2 separate regions of the Mus musculus genome follow, and region 2 is linked to region 1. Evidence: chromatin contacts called from public promoter capture Hi-C data. All regions are on one chromosome and are shown on one strand. Each heading gives the region's core, a stretch centred on a gene start, on an enhancer-like site or on the middle of the called end of the contact. The rest is flanking DNA. Distances are from core to core; before and after follow the strand shown. Region 1 overlaps Paqr8 (progestin and adipoQ receptor family member VIII). Region 2 holds the start of Efhc1 (EF-hand domain (C-terminal) containing 1).

Evidence for each region. Promoter capture Hi-C pulls out the DNA fragments that hold promoters and counts their contacts.
Region 2: a contact with region 1 is called in a promoter capture Hi-C map of embryonic stem cells. The contact joins the promoter of Efhc1 here to the enhancer-like site in region 1. A contact is called at or near these places in 3 of 39 promoter capture datasets (the C10 cell line, the HPC-7 cell line and embryonic stem cells), 2 of 115 datasets of contacts at active chromatin or transcription factors (embryonic stem cells and memory CD8 T cells) and 3 of 9 other capture datasets (adipose tissue, liver and pancreatic islet).

Annotation. Positions count from the first base shown.
Region 1 is chr1:20,911,365-20,914,064 of GRCm38.p6, reverse strand. The region is part of intron 1 of Paqr8 (progestin and adipoQ receptor family member VIII); the gene reads right to left. Among named protein-coding and RNA genes, the nearest start is that of Gm24171, 2.8 kb to the left of the region's middle. Within about 2 kb of position 1,289, at least 63 of the 459 cell types and tissues checked have an H3K27ac peak or open chromatin away from gene starts, as enhancers often do. A contact at or near this core is called in the HPC-7 cell line, embryonic stem cells and memory CD8 T cells, where this site is marked.
Region 2 is chr1:20,950,345-20,953,044 of GRCm38.p6, reverse strand. Efhc1 (EF-hand domain (C-terminal) containing 1) reads right to left here and starts at 1,419. Exons shown (of 11, transcript NM_027974.1): 1 at 1,249-1,419. The coding sequence starts at 1,311. All of the region lies in intron 1 of Gm51618 (a long non-coding RNA gene), which reads left to right.

The DNA of each region.
Region 1 (2,700 bases), core at 40-2,539:
CATTCATAAAGAACCAATAAAAAGTAAAAGGAAGAAAGAAAGAAAGGAAGAAAGAAAAAGAGAGAGAGAGAAAGAAAGAAAGAAAGAAAGAAAGAAAGAAAGAAAGAAAGAGAGAGAGAGGAAGAGAAGGGAAGGAGGAAGGGAAGGGAAGGGGAAGGGAGGAAGGAAGGCATGAGAGGAAGAAAGGAAGGAACAGGTTGAAGGTGAGAGGAAGAGAGGAAAGAATTTTGTTTATAAACTAAAGGAAGTCAAACATTAGGTAGACTGGTTACCAAAAACTGGAGTAGGGACCATTTTCAAGGTTGGTGGAATATATTTTTCCAACTATGACCGTCATAGTGTGGAAAGGACACATGCTGAAAGAGCCTGTTTCTACCCCTCCCCATCCCTGCAGTGCAGTTTCAGAACCCCTGTCTAGAGAGCAGGATTGTGGGAGAGGCAAAGTCATTGGCCGCCCCTCGTGTGAACCTCCTCAGGGTCAGAATGTGGTGGCCCGGAAATCTTCCTGATTGCAGAGCAGAGATTCAAGCTGAGCCTACCATTTTCTTATCACATCTAGAAAAGTGATATCAAAACTGAGTTGTGGGAATCAGTTGAAGACTGCAAAGAAAGGGTGCCGGTCTCTTCCTAATTTCGTCATAAGTACAAAGTGTTGTCTTAAACAGTGGTAAGTTGATACCATTTACACTGGTCTCCTAAGTTCACCATAAAACACAACCAGGTCACAGAGTTTTCTAGGCGGCTCCTCGTTCCATGTCACATGATATATCAGGTAAAGAGTACCTGAAATAAGACTATCTGAGCTCCCTCCTTACTTAGATGGTGATAGAAGGTCAGACGAAGCTTTGCAAATCCCAAGGTTATGAGGGACTTACAATTCATACTGAAAATGAATGTTTTCTCAGCTCCCAGGAAGCCAAGCCTCCCCAGGCTCAATAACAACCTGAAAAACCAAGATAAAAAGAAAGAAACAAAGAAAAATCACACCTCTGGGGGTTTTTTTTTGTTTTGTTTTTTTTTTTTTTTTTTTTTTTTTTTTTGCTTCTAGGCTCCAGTTCAACTTTAGAAAGGGTCACAAGCATTTATCATTGCAGTCACCTGACCTGTGGTCTCAGGTGACATCTCATTAAAGCCAGTGCAGGTGCCACCTGAGCGCCTGGATTGTCTTTCTAACCAAGCTGAAAAGTGGCCAACCCCAGCTTCAACCTCAGCAACCTCCCAGTGACACTGCCTGAACGTTGTCTGCTCTTTGCCACAGCGCCCGCGCCCGCGCCCACGCCCACGGGCCCTGGAAGATTTAGTCTTAGATTAAGATCACCATGGCTGCCAGGAGATAAACAAGCCCTCTCAGGCCTTCCTCAGGCCTCCGCTTCTCGAGGAGCTACCCAGCCTCCCTCCTGATTTAAACCCAGCCTCCCTCCTGATTTAAAGCTGCTTGGCGCTCCACCAGGCACCACACTCTGCCCCGTTTCATTTCAGATTTACTCCTTGTAGCTTAATGTATTACTTTCCCTCTGTGTGTTCAAGTACACAAAATTTACCAGCTTAACCTCTTTGTCTTCATCCTGTCCTCCTCCTCATCTTTTCTTCCTCCTCCTCCTCCCCTTCTCCTCTCCCTCCCACTCCTCTCCTCTTCCTCCTCCTCTTCTGTCTTTTTCTCTCAACCTTGTTCCTTATTCTTCTTCCAGAGTCTCATTATTTAGCCCAGATGACCTCAAAACTCCCACACGGGCTGCTAAGCCCTGACATCACAGACATGCACCGCTGATTTCAGTGTCCCATCTCTTCCCTTCTCAGAATGTAGTTAAGCACACTCATTTGTCTAAACCACAACTCTTTCTCTCCTGCAAAACAAAGCCCATTATCTCCTGCTCAGGCCTCCCTCCTCTCTTCTCTCTGGCCCCTGGAAACTATTTTTTTGTTTTATGTACTGTTTTTGGGACTTCATATTCACGGACTCAAAATCTTTTTATAAGTGACATCTCTTTTTCTTTTTTTTTTCTTAGCACACTTTTTAATATATCTATGAAGTAAATCCTGGAAGATTAATTGCTAGGACTATATGCATTTAAACTACGATGACTGCAATTCTGTCTTCCAAAAATGATTGAGACAATTTATAATTCAACCAACAATATTTAAAAGTAGTTTGCTGGGAACATTAAGTCAAGGCAAAGGTACTTGACTCCAAACCGAATAACCTGAATTTAATCCTTAGCACATGGAGAGAACTGACCCCCACAAAGTGGGGCCTCTGCATGCTCCTCTCAGGACAAGTACACCCATATGTACACATACACGCTCCAGAGACAGAGATATGGACACACATACACAAATTAAAAGGAAAAAAAAAACCAGTTTTCTATATCCTTACCAAAGGAACATTTCAGCTTTTTATTGGGATTCAATGAATAGTATTACTTATAAGTGACATTTCACTTGGCACCACGTCCCCTGGTTTCAGCCATGTGTGTAGTATGTGTCAACACTTCTTTGAGGGTCAACATTGTGTGTGTACATCACGCTTTGTCTACATGTTTGTCTGTCAGTAGAGGAGTCATCCCACCCTTTTGGCTATTGAGAGTGAAGTTGCTGTGACTGTGGTGTATAAATATCTTCTCAGGACCGTGCTTCCAGTCCTTTGGTACACACATACCCTGAAGTGGGATTTCTGGATAATAGTAATTTCATTTTAAATAT
Region 2 (2,700 bases), core at 170-2,669, 39 kb before region 1:
TGGCTTTGATATGATAGGACGTGTTTGTTGTTGTTGGGGTGGTTTGTTCTGAGCATGTGTGTGTGGGGGGATATGAGTGTATATGCACATGCCTGTTTGCATGTATGTGGAAATACATATGAAAGACCAAAGTTGGCATGGGTAGGCTGCATCAGGTAAGGGTCAGTCTAGCTAAGCGTCTTGCTTGGGTATTAAGGATCTGAACTCCACTCCTCTTATGAGAGCAGCAAGTGCTTTATCCTCTGAGCCACTTCCTTTTCACGAAGCTCCTGTTCTGTCTGGTTTGGATCTGCTGTCGTTTGGAGACAGTGACTAGCTATGTAGCCCAGGCTAGACTCAAATTGGCCACCCGTATGCCTCAGCTTCCTGAAAGCTGAGATTACGAATGTGCATCGCCACCCTGGACTTTATTTAATTTAATATTTAATTTCATCTAGATGATGACTATAAACAGTTGGGGCAAAGGAGTAAAATGCAATCTGAACGGGAGCCCTGTGTGTTGGCATGTCTTTAATCCAAGCAGTCTGCAGGCCGAGGCAGGTGGTTCTCAGGTTCAAGGCCAGCCTAGGCTGCAGACAAGATAAAACAACAACCTCCCCCCCCACACACACACACAGTCTGAAAATGAATCATGTGTGTAAGTACACACACACGGGCTACAGAAAGAGAAACATTAAGTGGTTCATTCCTATGGTTGAGACGGAAGAAATACAAGGAGAGGAGGAAGAATGCTTTACAGAGAAAAACTACAAGAAAACCAGCATGTGGGGGCGGCGGGAGGTGGGGGATTCAATTCTAGGGAAGGCTGTAGCTGGAGAGAAAAGTGACCCTTAACTCAAAAGGCCAGAGACTGGGGTGGGGACCCGTCAGGAAAGGAGTACGTGGAAAAGATGCATACACATAGAGGAAAGGGGTTGAAGGGCAGTGACCCTGAGGATTCAGAAGCGGTGAGACAAATCCAGAATGAGGCTGCTGTGGAGAGACGGTAGGAGAGGATGAAGGCGCTGAGTAGGGTTACAGTGCAGCTGGGGAGAGGCCTGGAGACAGCCTGGGGTAATCGGGCCAGAAGGCAGGTAGATGGGGCAGTAAAGAAAGAACAGGGCCACGGTGAGGACCCAGGAGGGTGAGTGGACTACCAAGAGGCCAAGCAAAATCGGCAGAGGCTGGGATGCGCGAGGACGACGGAGCCTGCGGAATGAAGGAGCGCAGAGGCGAGCCAAGTGGAGAACCCTTCGGGCTGGCCCTCACCGTGGAGTCTGTAAAGGACGAGCCCGGGAGAAAGGGCAGGCCGTGCACCGGGTTGGTCCCCATCGCTGCCCTGCAGCTGCCACCTCGGTTGCCTTTTGCCGCTCGGGTTACCCTGGCAACAAACTGCACTCGCGGGCCTCTCCAGACTCCCTGGTAACGCCAAACACACTAGTCGAGAGAGGGGAGGAGCGGCGGGGAGGAGGGGAGGATGTTAGGGGGCGGGGAAAGGGAGGCGGAGGCCAGGTCTGCGCCTGCGCACAGCACTACTGACTCTAGTGGCCACAGGACGTGGCTAATGGGTGTGGCAGAGGCGGCTCCGCCCCCTTTCTTTCCCATACTTTTCCCTTTCTCCTCAGCCCCCACTTCCTGGCTCCCAGAGGATGCAACCTAGGGGTGGGCTGAAGAAAGCGGATGTTCTTAGGCCTTGGCTCGCGCAGTGAGGTCTGGGATTGGACCACGTCCCTTTAGATCAGTTGTTACAAAGAAGTTCCTTGCTCCACGTTAGTCCTCCCAAGAGCTCAGGCACCCTTTCTCTGGGGAAAGAGCTGCTGTCCTAGTCCAGACACAATGTACAGTGGTTGCTCCCCAGTGAAAGCGCTAAATACTTCAGACTCATCAAATTATGAGGCAAGGGCTGTGGATTAGATTATAATCGACTGCATTTTCGTTGCTCAGACTTGATCCGATTTGAAGCCCCAGTCTTTCCACGGCTTCCTGGTCCCCTCTTAGCTATCTGTTCCACCGTAGATTCCTATAGATTGTGTGCTGAGGTCTCAGAACTTTACTGGGTATCTGTTGACTGAAAAGCTGGAGAGTGCCTACGCCTACCTTAGTCCTTGCTTTATAGCTATAGCATCAGTGATACATAAGAACCACAGAGGAAGAGAGAACCTTCAAAGAGAGACCGAGTCATGAGAAAGAAGTAATTCAGGGGAGTGAAATATTGTCAGGGTCATGTGTACTGCAGAGTATAGCATTTTCTGGACAACTTTTTTTTTTTCCTTTAAAAAAAAAGTGACCCCATTCCTGAAAGATCATCAGGAAAAGAAAGAAACCAAGAGTCTGTCAGCATGGGGAAATAAAAGGGAAGCTAAGATGCCCAGAGATTTTTTTCCATTATGTCTCAAATTTCCTAGGAGTTTGGTCTTTATAACATGTTTTCTGACCTAGGAATTTAGAGAAACGGTAGAGTAGTAAGCCTGAGGGAGAGTATCATGGGTCATTTGCTGCCACCAGTTAAGATGGCAGCTGCATTAGTCAGGGTTCCCTAGAGGAGCAGAACTGATGGAATGAATAAACACATTGATTGATGTTGGCTGTAGGTGCCGAAGTAAATAGAGAAGCTTACCAAGATGCTAAGCCTTCATTTTCTGAAGGGGCAAGAGGGTTCATCCTTCTTGGAAAAGGCTGGCATCCCGCTAGCTCACTCCAGTGACTTTGTTCAAATATTAT